Regions from separate parts of the Mus musculus genome. Here region 2 is linked to region 1. A link is a contact called in public HiChIP or PLAC-seq data. All regions are on one chromosome and are shown on one strand. The core of a region is the stretch at or near the end of the contact, and the rest is flanking DNA. Distances in the headings are between cores, read along the strand shown. Region 1 has its middle 5.8 kb from the start of Atp23. Region 2 holds the start of Arhgef25 (Rho guanine nucleotide exchange factor (GEF) 25).

Region 1 (7,472 bases), core at 3,952-6,451:
TCTAAAGGGACTAAATTTTGGACTTTTAAACAGTGTTGAGAATGTGATATACTATGGGGACTTTTGAAGTTGGACTGAACATATTTTTGTATAATGATATGGCTACAAGACTATGGGGGCTAGGGAGAGGACTGTGGTGTTTTGAATAGGAGTGTCCCCCCATGGGCTCATATATTTGAATACTTGGTCACTACGAAGTGGCACTACTTGATAGGGATTAGGAGGTGTGGCCTTGTTGGAGTAGGTGTGGCTTTATTGAAGAAAGTGTGACCTTGTTGGAAGAAGTGTGTCACTGGCGATGGCTTTGGGGTTTCAAACGCTCTAGCTAGTCCCAGTGTCTCTCTCTTCCTACTGCCTGTGGATATGGATGTAGAACTCTCAGCTACCTCTTCCTGCCATGATGACAGTGGACTAAACCTCTGAAACTGTAAACCAGCCCCAATGAAAATTTTCTTTTATACAAGTTGCCATGGTCATTGTGTTTATTCATAGAAGTAGAACATTGACTAGGACACTGGCCTTGGAGGCCCTCTTAAGAGCCAGGGTGAACTTTAGGAGGTGGGAGAGGAAGATATGGGTGAACTGCCCTTGAGGCTGGTCCCACAGTTAGGTCTTCTTCTGCCTGGAGGTCTCGGGGTCGTTCAGAGCATAGTGAAGGTGATCCCATGTGCTGAGCAGGTTCCCTCAATAGCCTCAAAGCTTGAGGTTTGATATGCATTGTGACGGTCAGTGGTATTGTCAACTTGGAAGAATCTAGAATCTTCTGGGGTGGGGCTTTGGGGATTTTCTTAGTTACTGTTCTGTTGTGGTGAAGAGACACCATGACCAAGGCCATTTATGGGAGTTTATGGGAGCTTAGAGTCTATGACCATCATGGCAGGGGGCGTGACAGCAGTAAATGAGAACTCATAGCCTTATCCATAAGCAGCAAGCATGAGGGGGAGGGGAGGGGGAGGGGAGAGAGGGAGAGAGGGAGAGTGGGAGAGAGGGAGAGAGGGGGAGGGGGAGAGGGAGAGGGGGAAGGGGAGGAGGAGTGGAGGTGGAGGGGGAGGGGGAGAGAGGGAGAGAGGGAGAGAGGGAGAGAGGTGTAGGTGGAGGGAGGAGAGGGAGAGGGAGAAGGGGAGGGGGAAAGGGAGAGGGAGAAGGGGAGGGGGAGAGAGGGAGAGAGGGAGAGAGGTGGAGGGGGAGGGAGAGGGGAGGGGGAGAGAGAGAGAGGAGAGGGAGGGCACTTACTAGGAATGGCATGGACTTTTGAAACTTCAAAACCCACTCTAGGTGACACACCTTCTTCAACAAGGCCACACCTCCTAATCCTTCTCTGACAGCTCCACTAATTGGGGACCATATATTCAAATATATGAGCCTATGGGGGCTATTCTCACTCAAACCAGCACAGGCATGCTTGTGAAGGGGGGGGATCATATTTGTTATGAGATTATATCTATTAACTGTGGGCAGGGCCAGTTCATGAACCGGGTGCTAGGCTGCATGAAAGGAGAGGGGGAGCTGAGCACAGGGACTCTTTGCTCTCAGGTTCCTGACTAGGGATCCTGTGCTGCCAGCCCTCTTCAGCTCCTGCCACTGAAACTCCCTGCAGTGATGGACTGTAACCTAAACAGGGTACGCCCCTTTACCCTAAATCGCTCTTGTCAGAGATGTTACCATGGCAATGGGAAGAAGTGTGCTGAATCAGACCTGAGAAACACCTGCTGCCTGCTGTCTGACTGATTATATATAGTTTCCTTGTTTCCTGGTGTCACAGTTTCTAAGAGTGAAAAAAGTTATTTTCTTACCACATGAAGATTTGTGGGTAAAACAAAGACACATTTTGCAGGGAAGATAAACATGTAACAACAGTCATTCTGAAGCAGTGGCATCCTCTAAGTGACACACACACACACACACACACACACACACACACACACACATACACACACATACACACACATACACACACACATACACACACACATACACACACACACATACACACATACACATACACACACACACACATACACACACACACATACACACACACATACACACACACACATACACACACACATACACACACACACACACACACACACACACACACACACACACACACACACACACACCTGAAGGATCCAGATCCACTTGATGTAAATTCCTGGACACAGATCGATTAAGATCCATCAACCCCACCTAAAGTTTGGGTAATGCAAACATTTTAGGATGTATAGACTGGAATAATGATTTTGGATATATTTAAGTCAGTGTAAACCCTACTTTTATTTCCTTGATGTAATTGTCCTTTTGGAGGCTTACTGCTGAATAAGCTCTTCCTGTCTAGCTCTTTCTGAACTCTGGCTGGCTGGTTCAACTCAGCTGTTTTGGCTCAAATTCCTCTCCAAGCTGACTGGTTCAATCTGGCTTCTCTTGGCTCAGGAGGTGTTTCCTAAGAGGGATGAAGAGAGCCTATTTATTATGTAACACTCATTAGGCTATAGGACTGAATATTGTAAAAAGAAAAAAAGAAAAACAAGAGGGATTTAAAGGCGAGGATAAGAAATATGTCTCCTCCTTCTCCTCTTCTTCCCTCCTTCTGTTTGTTTATTTATTTATTTATTTATTTATTTTTTAATACAAGGTTTCTCTGTGTAGCCCTGGCTGTCCTGGACTTGCTTTGTAGAGATCACAAAGATCTGCCTGCCTCTGCCACCTGAGTGCTGAGATTAAAGGCGTGTACCAACTACACCTTTAAGGCTTCCCATCTTTAAAGAAAAGACTTACACCTTTAATTCCTGGTCAGTTCATTTTCTAGTATTTGTATGATGCACTACCATGTATCATCAAGACCCAGCTTCGCTTGCCTCATCTCTATGTCTTCTCTTATTTCCCTAAATTCTGGTCCTTTATGCCCATACCCTTTCCTCACTAAATCCTAGAGAATTTTGAAATTTAACAGCTGAACAGGCTACACAAGAATAAATTTTCCCTTGGCCCACAAAACTCACCTCTTTCCCAAAATATTCTGGTGATTTTAGTATTTTAGTGGTGTGCGTGTTGTGTGAATGTTTGTGTGTGTGTATGTATGTATGTGTTGTATGTTTCTGTATGTGTGCTTGTGTATATATGTGTGTGTTGTGTATGTTTGTGTATGTATGTGTGTTGTGTGAATGTATGTATGTGTATGTGTGTGTTTGTGTATGTATGTGTGTTGTGTGAATGTGTGTGTGTATTGTTGTGTGTATATTGGACAGAGGTGTGTATATGTGTTTATTTTTGAGAAGAGGACTCTCACTGGTCTGGCAGTCTCAGCTTAGGTGAGGCTGGCTGGCCAGTGACCCCAGGGAGCCGCCTCCCTCTGTCTCCTCAGGGCCGGGATCACGAGAGCTCACCACCATGCCTGGCTTTAAAACATTTATTATATTTATTTTTAGTCTTATTTATGTTTATGGGCATATTTATTTATTTTAAATCCACAATATAAATCCATTCAACCATCCTTTCTTGCTCCCGGCTCTGAGTTCACACAATTTTTTCACAAAATATCCTTTGAATTAAGGACATCTGCAGCAGCCTGGAACATATTTTCTTCAGTACTTGGTTCTGAGTTCCTCCTACATCTGAGAATTTTCTCAGAAAATTCCAACAAAATTTTATTTCACATGTATGGGTATTTTGCCTGCATTTACATCTGCGTACCTTGCTCACGCCTGATGAGCAAGGTACGCAGATCAGGATGGCAGAGGAAGGAGGAGCCATCCCCTGGACCTGGAGTGATAGAGTAGCTGACTGCAGGGAACCTAGCCCTAGTCCTGTCAAAGGGCAGATGGAGATCTTGGCTACTGAATGTCTTTCTGGCAACCCTGTTGTTGCTGGTCTATCTGGAGACAGGGTCTCACTGTGTAGCCCTTGCTGGCCTAGAAACTTCCTGTGTAGACCTCGATGGCTTCAAACTCATAGAGATCCACTTGCCTCTGCCTCCTGAGTGCTGGGGCTGAAGACCAGCGCCACCTCACCTGGCCTATGAAGATGGTGATACAGGTGGTTATACGCCGCTTGATATGGGTGCTGGGATCTAACATGGGTCCTCTGGAAGAGCAGCAAGTGCTCTTAACCATAGCGCCATTTCTCCAGTCCTCAGGTTTTCATTCTTAACCAGCCAACTTCACTTTGGCATCCTTTTTCCCAAGGTCCTTTCTAATGTTAGTTTACAGACTTGATGGCACCTCATTTCCTGTGTAGCGATGAAGTGAGGTGGCTAGTCCACCCATTAACTACCTCTTTTTTTTTTTGGTACTTATTTATTTATCTTTTAACTTTCTATGGGTTCTTTCTTCTCTTGTATTTATTATGAGTCAGGGCCTTGCTTCTATAAATTGGAACAATTCCAATTTCTTTCTTTTGCTTGTTACTCTTCTCAGGCTACTGACATCTTTTTTCCTTTACGGTCAAACCTCTTGGAAAGAAATGTCTTCATGTGCTGCATTCAAACTCGGGACAATCAGATTTACACTGGGGCCTCAATATCTTTTTGTCTCGGAGATTTTAATATCAGAGTTATAGTTACAACATTCACATACATATATGAAAGGAGCAAGATTAGTTTCCTGAAATCAGCTAGACAATGCAAAAATGTTACTATAGACGGGGGGGGGGGGAAAAAAACCATGATAGGTAATTTTACTCTGCCTCTGGGTAACTGGATAGCTAACGATTTTTTTTTTAACTTGCACAGTTGAAAAAAGAATACTTTACATTAGAACACAGTGGTCTGTAACTTAAAAAAAAATCCTCAATTTATATTTTTAAAAAGGAGGCAGAGACAGCGAGAAGCTACCAGCAGAAGGGAAGTTCTCCGCCTTTCGGGCCCGCCTCCGGTTGCCTTGGTAACAGCTAAAGCGCCAGGTCAACTCTTCCCAAAATTCCGCGCGCCTGCCTACTTCCGGTACTAGGGCTCCTTCCGGAAGCGAGTATTGGCAGGCCGCTTGGTGGACAGCGTGTGGCACTTTTCCTGCGCAGCTTCGGGCGATTGGATTCGCTCCGAACCTTCGCAGTTATTAGCGAAATAAGGAAATGCTATGTTTTCCCCGAATTGTTGTTGACGCTGGATAAGTGGATCAGATGCTGGTTGCAAAACTACCGCAGGGCGCGTGGCTTGACTCCTGATCCCTGCGGTCTAGATCACAGTGTGTCCTCTTGACCAGAAAAATCCGGAACTGGGCTGTAGTGGTTGCTTAACGGTAGAGAGCTTGCCTAGCATGCGGGCCGCCCTTAGATCAGTATCTAGTGTTTTTTCCTCTTTTTGTTTTTGTTTTTCGAGACAAGGTTTCCCTGTATAGCCTTGGCTGTCCTGGAACTCACTTTGTAGACCAGGGTGGCCTAGAACTAAGAAATCCGCCTGCCTCTGCCTCCCGAGTGCTGGGATTAATTTTTCCTCTTAAGAATATTTTATGGGGGCTGGAGAGATGGTTCAGTGGTTAAGAGCAATGATTGTTCTTCCAGAGGTCCTGAGTTCAATTCTCAGCAACCACTTGGTGGCTCACAACCATCTGTAATGGGATCTGATGCCTTCTTCTGGGTGTGTGTCTACGATGTACTCGTATAAATAATAATAAATAATTAAAAAAAAGATTATGTGTAGGAATGCACAGTGCGTGCGTGCAGTGCTCGAATATGCCAGAAGGGGGCGTCATGTCTTCTGACCATGGACTTTTAGACTGTTGTGAGCCACATTTTGGTTCTGGGAATCGAATCTGTGACCTCTATAAAATCAGTAAGTGCTTGTATCCACTGAGCCATCTCTCTAGCCCGCCACTTAATATTAAGAAAAAAAAAAGTAAAAGTCCTGAATCAAACAATCAGACCATATTCCCCACTCCCTAAAATAGGATATGTGTGCTTGACAGTCAGCAGGGTCAAGTGAAGTTATGCATGTAGCATTGAAAGCCCATTTAGCCCCTTAAAGTTAATCTTTGTGATTATAAAGTATTGCACGGTGATTGTAGGACAGTAGGAAGTTTAGGAGCTAGGGAGATGGCCCAGTGGGCAGCGCGCTGAGGTGTCAGCGTGAGTACCTGAGCTTGGATCTGGAGGTCATATGTAAGGCTTCGGGCGGTAGTGTGGACATCTGAGGTCGTATTTCAACCCCACATATGTGCTGTGACACACTCACACTCAAGCCCTCAAGTATACACACACACACACACACACACACACACACACACACACGCATACCCCCACTGATATTTTGATATACTTCTATTTTTTTCTTCCTGTTCCTTTAGTAATGAGTATTGAAAAATGTTTTCTGGAATAATATTGCATTTTAGTTTTATCTCTTAGTTTGCATTTTTGCTTATCCGTGTAGTTGAGTAATATTTCAAGCAGAATCTCGACCTCTTTCTACGCGGTGTGCTGTCAGCTTGACACAGCTTGACACAGCTGAGAAGAGGGACTCAGGGACATGCCTCCATCAGATTGGCCCCGCCCACTGTGGGAGGTGCCACCTCTGGGAAGGTGGTCCTGGGTTGTATAAGAAAGCAGGCTGAGGTCTGGGTATGGTGGCACAGAACTCCAGAGGGAGAGGCAGGTGGATCTCTGTGACTTTGAGATCAGCTTGGTCTATATAGAGTTCTGGGTCAGCCTGGTTGAGATAGTGAGAACCTGCTTCAAAACAGAACAAAATAAGACAAAATAAGACAACAAGAGAAGTAGGTTAAGCAGGCTGAAGGCCGTGGGAGCAAGCCAGTAAGTGGTGTTCTTGTGCAGTCAGTGAACGGTGTTCTGCTGAGGTGTCAGCTTCCGTTCCTTCCTCAGTTCTTGACTTTCTCTGATGGTGCAGTACACCGTGAGAGGTGACGTGAACCCCCTCCTCAGGTTGTTTCTTGTCAGTGTTTGGTTACAGCAACAGAGAAGCAGAGGAGAACAACAGGTTATGGTCTGTACCATGTCTACTGACTTTTCTCTAGCATTCCAAACTAACCACGCTGAATTTGAATATTTGAATGACTCAGTTTCCACAAGTTCGTTCATCACCATTCTAACAAAAAGCTTTCTATATATAGATTATGTTTTATGTGTATGAGTGCTTTGCCTGCACTGCTGCCCAGTGCAATGTTTTGAATATGCTTGGCCCATGGGAAGTGGCCCTGTTAGGAGGTGTGGCCTTATGGGAGGACATGTAGCCTTTTTACAGAGTGATTCAGACCCTCCGCCTGGCTGCAGTCAGATCAAAATGTAGAACTCTCAGCTCCTCCAGCACCATGTCTGCCTGCCGTCAGCCATGCTTGCCACTATGATGATATGGACTGAACCTCTGAACCTGTAAGCCAGTCCCAATTAAATACGTTCCTTTGTAAGACTTGCCTTGGTCATGGTGTCTCTTCTCAGCAGTGAAACCCTAAGACATCCAGAGGTCAGAAGAGGCCACTGGGTCCCCTGGAGCTGGAGTTATGGATATAAGCTACTATGTGGGTGCT
Region 2 (7,472 bases), core at 2,007-4,506, 280 kb before region 1:
CTAACCACTGGGAGTGCTGCTCTGTTGCAAACTATATGACAATAAGAGCTGAAGGCAGATGTCTTCCGGCTGGACAAAGAGTCATGTCCAGTTGATTCACAGGAACAGAGAAACCCTGAAGAAGAAGAAATTGGAGACAAGAGGCAGAGGCAGTAGTATTTTAGGAAAAGGAGGGAATGGGAAAAGATACAATCTTTCTTAGTTGTTGCAGCTGTGCTGACTTATCTGGAAAGTAACTGCCATCACTTCTGAACGTCCATTTGTCCCTGACTTGAGATGTGAGGGATTAAAGATAAGGATTGAGTCTAGAAACAGCCTCTTCCTGCCCAGGCTCCAAAGTCATCCGGTCCCTGGAAGTCTCTCTGTCAGTCTGCTGGGAATGCACGGACAAAAGGCAGGGCAGACTGACAGACCCCTCGCTGGTGTCCAGGCCCTTGAGACAGCCAGCTGCTCTCTGCCTCCTCTTCCTCTCAGGCTGAACACCCCAACCCAGGAGTTCGGTACCCTGGTACCACACGGGTGGCCTACCTCCCGGACTGCCCCGAGGGCAACAAGGTGCTGACCCTGTTCCGAAAGGCATTTGACCAGCGCCTCACCTTCACCATCGGCACGTCCATGACTACAGGGAGACCCAATGTCATCACTTGGAACGACATCCACCACAAGACCAGCTGCACAGGGGGACCCCAGCTGTGCGACTCCTCCTCATCTCCCTCTCCATGGCGTCTCCCTTTCACCATTTCTAATTTGGGGGAGCCATCCACCCTCTCAGTCTGTTTTCATCCTGGTCCTGACGCGTTCAGCTTAACACCTCCCCTCCCCACCCAAAAAGCATATTCTGGCTGGGTTATCTTGGTTTTGGAGGTCCCTCCTCATGGGAAGTGGGAGGGGTCTGAATTTGGCCCCAACTGAGCCACTCAAAATGAGGGTGGGTAAGGACGATCAAGTCCAAACGACTAACTCTGATCCTCATTTCTCTTTGCCCCAGGTTTGGGTATCCGGACCCAACCTACCTGACTAGGGTGCAAGAGGAACTGAGAGCCAAGGGTATCACAGACGACTGAGGGACAGCTCCTTTGCCAAGGCCCCCCGCTGTCCTCTACTAGGATCCAACGGAAGCCTCTGCTCCCCCCGCCTCTCTCTGCCCCCACACCATCCTTGAGGGGATATGTCTGACTGGGGTGGGAACTCAGAGGGGAAGAGGACATGGTCCCTTCCCCTGCCCCCCCACTGGCCAAGTGCTCCAGCAGAGGCTGTTTTCCAAGGCTCCCGTCCCCTCACTCCGTGTACATATTTTCTCTGCCCCTGCTTCTCCAGTGTCCTTGGCTTTTCCTGGTATGTACCGTGCTCCAGTGACTAAGCTGAGAAAGGACCTGGGTAGGAAGGATGGGGTCTCTGGAACTCCAGCCCCTGAATACTGTCTCACCTTGGACTGATATTAGCTGCCTCCCCCAGCCAGCTGTGTGTTAAGATAACAGTAGTCCTACCTTAACGGACCCTTTCTCTCCCGTGTCTGTCTTTGTCAGTCTGTCTCTCGCTCTTCTCTGCCCCTATAAGGAGCCTCCTCACCGCCCCCCCCCCCCAAATCTGGAATTGCTGCCAGACTGTAGCTTTTAATTTAATAAAAATAAAGTGAAATATGCAACTCTATGCCACACCCGTCTTCTGTTCCTCGGACAGGGTGGGGGTGGGGTGTGGACCCGCTGAGGAGATGGGGTAATGGGGATTCCTTGCATGCCTGAATGGACCCTTTCTCTTCCTAGGAGTCACTCTCCTCTGGCAGAGCTAACGCTGGGCGTTGCAATAACCCTGCAAAGCCCTAGGCCACACTTGGATTGATGGAATCAGGATTAAGAGGGGTTTGTTTGTGGTTCAGCTACGTTTGTGGAGAAGGGAACAACCCTACCCCTTTTGAGAAGTTTGGCTGCGGTGGGAGCCGGGGCGGAGCCGGGCAGGGGGGCGGATTCGGCAGTAGCAACTCCCCGGACGCACGCAGGCCTCAGAGCCCCCCAGCTTCCGTGGCCCCTCGGCCCTGAAACTTGAAGCAGGGTAGGGGTCCAGCATGAAGCCCCCGGACCGCCCCACCCCTGGCCGCACTGACCGGATACTGGGGGTCATGGGTGGCATGCTGCGCGCATGCGCCGTACCCGGGCAGGAGGGGGTAAGGAGGAGGGACCGCGGGTGGGGTCGGGGGGGTCTTTAGAGGACTTTAGGAGAATTGCACTCCACGACTCAGTTTCCCCGCAAACAAAAGTTATATGGAGCAGTCGCAAGGATCCATAAATTCAGTTACGAGGGCCATATGCCAAGTTCTGGTTGACGCTTTCAGAGTAATGTGTATTTTGACAGGAGGGAGAGAAGAAGGGGGAGGTCGTGGCAGCCTAGGAAAGGGTCCTTACAGTGACTCTGTCTCGGCAGCCCCCGGAGAGAGATCCCTTAGGGCCTGGGAGTACCAAGACAGAGAGTGATTGTATCGAGGAGGATCAGACAGGGCAGCGCGAACCTGAGGTCCTCGCCTGGGCTCCGCAGCCCGGTAAGAAGCTGGGCTTGGGTGGGGCACAATTTGCCATCCTGCGCAAAGTGGTGACTTCAGATAGATTCTGTTCATATTAGCATAAAGGCTTGCGCCTAATTTGCATGGGACCATTAAATCGCAGACACCACGCTTCTCTTCTAGCCCGATGTGTGTCCTCACTTCGGCGGGTCCCGAGCCCCCGAAGGCGGAGTGGAGTGTCCCCGCGCCCCACCCCTGGCCCTGGGCCAGCCCAGGCGCCCGGACTTCGCCTTAATTGGTGATTAGTTTTAGCTGGAGTTCTGGGGCCTGGAGGAAAGATGGGTCGGGGGAGAGGGCGGCACCTGGGCTGTGTTCCCTACAAAGTGTTCCCCAGGCACACAAGCCCTACTCGGGGCATGGGGGTGAGGGGTGGCGGGGGAGACAGCCAGAACCTCAGAACCATTCACACACAACAAGGCCCCATCCTGCGAATTCTTCATCTTAGAGTCCAAGGGGCGAGCAAGGCAGACCCACCTCCAGCCTTCACGCCCACCCAACCCAGAGCCCCGCAGTTGCAGCTGGGATGCTAGAGGGAGCCCAGGCCTGGGAGGAGGGGCGGAGGTCTGGGGACCCGGACTGCAAGCGTGGAGGTGCCTGGGGGAGGGGGCTGGGGAAGCGCGGAGGGGCGGAGCCTGGCCGCAGAGGCCCCGCCCCACGGCAGCACCGTGGCCCGGCCTGTTATTCCGCTCGCCGCTCGGCCCGGACCCGCGCGGCTCCAGTGGCTCTGGGAATCGGCCCCCGCACCTCCCTGCCCGGGCCTAGAGCCACCCCTAAGCCGAGGCCGGAGACGGAGCTGGAGCGGCTGTCGCATCCCGGCCGGGCCTCCCCCATCACCCCTTCCTCTGGCTGGACATCTGGACCCTGGGCCCCGCACCGCCGGGGTTCCGGAAACCCTCCCCGCCCAACTCCGCGGCCCAGCCCCGCACGGCCCTCCCTCCAGACTCCCCTGCCTCGACTTCCGTCTACTCCTGGACCCCCGCCTCCCATCCTTTTTCTCCCCCCCTCTCCAAGCCTGGACCCCGGAGGGAGGGAGGGGGGTGTGCGCCCTGCGCCCGCCCCGCCCCGCCCCCCGTGATTCCCCCTGCATGGCCGGCCCGGGTGGGGGGTGCGGGGGGCCCCGGGCGCCATGCGGGGGGGTCACAAAGGGGGTCGCTGTGCCTGTCCCCGTGTGATTCGAAAAGTGCTGGCAAAATGCGGCTGCTGCTTCTCCCGGGGGGGACGTGGTGAGTGCGAGGTCTGAGGGGGCCAGCATTGAGCTTGAGCTGGGGTTAGGGCATCTGCTTACTCTAGCCCTAGGGCTTTAGGGCTGGAGCATGTACGGGTGTTTTCCAGAAAAAAAATGATTTAACAGAGAATATCTAAGGTCCTTTTCCACTTCTAGATTCCTGCTGATTCAAGTTGAGGAAGTTGAGGAAGGGTCAGAGGACCCATTTCTTTCCTTTAGTCAGCTAGCCAGGAGGGAAAATTCTCTGGTGATCGCCTGATGCCCAGAACCTTGTGTCTCAGATCACACTGGCTGAATATCTTCCGAAAAGGGAGCAGAGGAATGGTGGGCTGGGGGTGGGGCGAGGGGTATCTACCTACCTGTAAAGGGTTTTATAAGAACTCACATTGCAGCTCTTCCCAATTGCTGGCCAAAGATAGCCCCGCTGAGCTGTCCTCACTGCCCCCTGGGTTGGGTATGTGCATGCGCTGGAGAGGGGGGCTGTCCAAAACAATATATATAGTAATTACTGGAGTGGGAGGAGAGGGGCTGGAGGTGGCAGACAGCCTCGTTCTTTTGTTCTCACCCCTCTCCGGGAGAATGGTCTGTACCTATTGCAAGGGGGAGTGTTGTAGGGAAGCAGATGGCTACCCCCAGTTTCCAGTGTCTGCCCAGATGGCTGCCCCCACCCGCATATCTGTGCTATGCTCAGGATATGGGGAACCTTCACATGGAACTGGAGGAGCACGGGCCTGGGAGCTTACTGTCCCTCCTCCCCAGAGTGCCTTTGCAAAGATTTCTATCCTGGCCAACCCAAAGGAGGGTGGCAAATGAGGGGACCCTGGGAGACGGGCTGAACATCATGGAGAGGACAACATGGGGGTTCCCCTAGGACTCCCGAGGTGGGGGGCAGAGTCCATCCACTCATGTCGTTTTCCTCCCATCAGAATCCTATTCTATTGCCGTCAGTGAGGGGAGCATGTCAGCGTCTGCTGTCTCGGGGCTGGCTGCCCTGTCTGGCCCCAGCTCTGGCCTCAGCTCTGATCCGTGTTCTCCGATTCCCCCTGGACCAGTAACTGGCCTGAGGAGATGGTTGGATCATTCCAAACATTGTCTCAGTGTGGAAACTGAGGCAGAGAGTGGTCAGACCGGACAATGTGAGGTGAGCAGGGAGTCCCACAGAAGAAGGACCCTGGGAAAGAGTGCAGGTTGGGGTCACTGGCCCTTGGGGAACCCATCTACTGTTGACCACCTCAGTCACTGGCTCTGTCTGCCCTTGATCTCTCTCTGTCCAGAACTGGACGCTGGAGCCAACTTTAACCACAGGACAAGAGCTGCCCGAACTGACCTTACTGACTACATTGCTGGAGGGTCCTGGAGACAAGGCACAGGTGAAGAAATAGAACTGGGCGTGTGACAGGCACCTGTTTAGGCCAGCCTCAGCTACAGATCAAGTCCCATGCTCTCTTGTGCTGTATGAAATCACGTTTCAAAATCAATCAGTGAGGGACCAGAGGCATGGCTCAGTGGCTAAGGATACTGCCCACTCTTCCAGAGGGCCCAACCTCAGTTCTTAGCATCCATGTCACATGATTCACAACTACCAGTATCTCCAGCTCTAAACCACCAGCACCCTCTTCTGGTCTCTGTGGGTATCTACACATGGCCCCCCATAATGTAAAAATGGTAATAATCATCATAATCATAATAATAAATTTCAATCCCAGCACTCCAGAGGCAGAGGCAGGAGGATGTCTGTAGGTTCAAGGTCAGCAAGTTCCAGGACAGCCAGAACTACATAGACTCTATCTATGTAGATGATGTACCTATGTAGACCCTACAAACAAGTCCTTTTTTTTTTAATTTTTTATTTTGTTTCGAGACAGGGTTTCTCTGTGTAGCCCTGGCTGTTCTGGAACTCACTCTGTAGACCAGGCTGGCCTCGAACTCAGAAATCCACCTGCTCTCTGCCTCCCAAGTGCTGGGATTAAAGGCCTGCCCCACCACAACCCGGCTACAAACAGGTCTTAAAACCATCAAAAGAATAGATCTGAGAAGGTTCTTAGTGAAAGGTATTCAATCCTCTGTTTGTCCACTTCCTACCTTCCAGCCAGCTGAAGAGGAAACTTTGTCCCAAGCTCCCAAGAATGAGGAAGAGCAGAAGAAGATGGCTCTGGAAAGGAGTATGTAAGTTCACAGGGCACTTCGGTTGAACTTCCCCAAGATCCCTCACATTTTACTGCCCTCTGAGAGGGCTGTGGTGATGTTCTTTTAGTGCAAGAAGAACAGGCTAAACTAAGGATGTAGCCACACTCTAAAGTGAAGGCATGCTGTGCTCTCTAGGTTTGTCCTGGGTGAGCTGGTGGAAACAGAAAGAACATATGTGGACGACTTGGGACAGATCGTAGAGGTAGTTCTCGCTTCTCCTCCCGAGCCGTGGCCCACTGACCCTTTCCCTCTGCCTGGGGATATTTTTCAGATAGGTCGCTCCCTCTGGTCACTTTACAGATTCCCTCTACTTCTGGACTTTGTGCAGGGCCGACCTGAGGCTGAGCTTACGTAATCATAGTCCCATCTCGTCCTTCCCACAGGGTTACATGGCTACCATGGCTACTCAGGGGGTACCTGAGAGTCTCCGAGGTCGTGACAGGATTGTGTTTGGGAACATTCAGCAGATCTATGAGTGGCACCGAGAGTGAGTGATGGAGCCCTGAGCCAGGCGCAGGGGAAGAGCGCTCTCTGGTAGTCTATCCTAGACTCCGTATTGGAACCATGGGTCCGATGTGATTCAAGGAGCCACTGGGGTTTTGTAGGGAGAGCGACTAGGGCGTGTAGCTGAAAGTCTGGGACGTTTGGAGGTGAGCGCTCTGAGGAGTGTGTGAGGTGCTTCTCTCCCTCTCACAACTCTTCCAGCTACTTCCTGCAGGAGCTGCAGCAGTGTTTGAAAGATCCCGATTGGTTGGCTCAGCTGTTCATCAAACATGTGAGGCTGGGCCTTAACAGGGGAAGAAGGGCTTGGGGTGAGTCTGGGTTCTGTGGAGATGGGCTCTCTTTTGTCACCACCCACCCCCACTTTCTTCAACGTGATCCCTGCTAGGAGCGCCGACTGCATATGTATGTGGTGTACTGCCAGAATAAACCCAAGTCAGAGCATGTGCTGTCAGAGTTTGGGGACAGCTACTTTGAGGTCAGTGGCTGAGGTGCCTTGGGGGAAAGAAGAACAGGATCAGCGTGAATAGACTTTTCAGGCTACATGACTGCCCTGTCCCTGTCCCTGTCCCTGTCCCCAGGAGCTGAGGCAGCAGCTGGGACACCGACTGCAGCTCAATGACCTCCTCATTAAACCAGTGCAGCGAATCATGAAATACCAGTTGCTGCTGAAGGTCAGGACCACCTTAGTCCCTGGGGACATGGCTGGGGACAGGACCACCCTTCTCCATGGGGGCAAAACTACCCTTGTCTCTGGGGGGCAGAGCTGGGAACAGGATCACCCTTCTCCCTGGGGATACAGCTGGCTGGGGACGGGCTCTACAGAGCTTTCTTCTTTATGTTATAGGATTTTCTAAAGTATTACAGAAGAGCTGGGAAGGATACTGAAGAGCTGGAGGTGAGGTCCCCAGGACACTGTATCTGCCTCATCCTCTTCATCTTGTGGGTACCACAGTCTCAGGGTGGTTCAGGGATGTCTGCTTTCAGGGAGAGGCCCCCGGGGTG

What was found. HiChIP or PLAC-seq counts read pairs in DNA pulled down with a chosen protein or histone mark.
Region 2: a contact with region 1 is called in an HNF4G HiChIP or PLAC-seq map of pancreatic cancer cells. The contact joins the promoter of Arhgef25 here to the enhancer-like site in region 1. A contact is called at or near these places in 1 of 39 promoter capture datasets (embryonic stem cells), 1 of 15 datasets of contacts at CTCF or cohesin (embryonic stem cells), 10 of 484 Hi-C or Micro-C datasets (B cells, the Ba/F3 cell line, the G1E-ER4 cell line and 4 more), 2 of 115 datasets of contacts at active chromatin or transcription factors (effector CD8 T cells and pancreatic cancer cells) and 1 of 9 other capture datasets (adipose tissue).

What each region holds. Positions count from the first base shown.
Region 1 is chr10:126,903,445-126,910,916 of GRCm38.p6, reverse strand. No RefSeq gene overlaps it. Among named protein-coding and RNA genes, the nearest start is that of Atp23, 5.8 kb to the right of the region's middle. Within about 2 kb of position 5,201, at least 363 of the 459 cell types and tissues checked have an H3K27ac peak or open chromatin away from gene starts, as enhancers often do. A contact at or near this core is called in B cells, the Ba/F3 cell line, the G1E-ER4 cell line and 6 more, where this site is marked.
Region 2 is chr10:127,184,556-127,192,027 of GRCm38.p6, reverse strand. It overlaps Arhgef25 (Rho guanine nucleotide exchange factor (GEF) 25), which reads left to right and starts at 3,256. Exons shown (of 15, transcript NM_001358557.1): 1 at 3,256-3,777; 2 at 4,706-4,920; 3 at 5,054-5,149; 4 at 5,869-5,945; 5 at 6,102-6,168; 6 at 6,350-6,453; 7 at 6,672-6,741; 8 at 6,856-6,945; 9 at 7,049-7,141; 10 at 7,315-7,365. The coding sequence starts at 3,681. It overlaps Dtx3 (deltex 3, E3 ubiquitin ligase), which reads left to right. Exons shown (of 6, transcript NM_030714.2): 5 at 475-692; 6 at 989-1,650. The coding sequence ends at 1,064.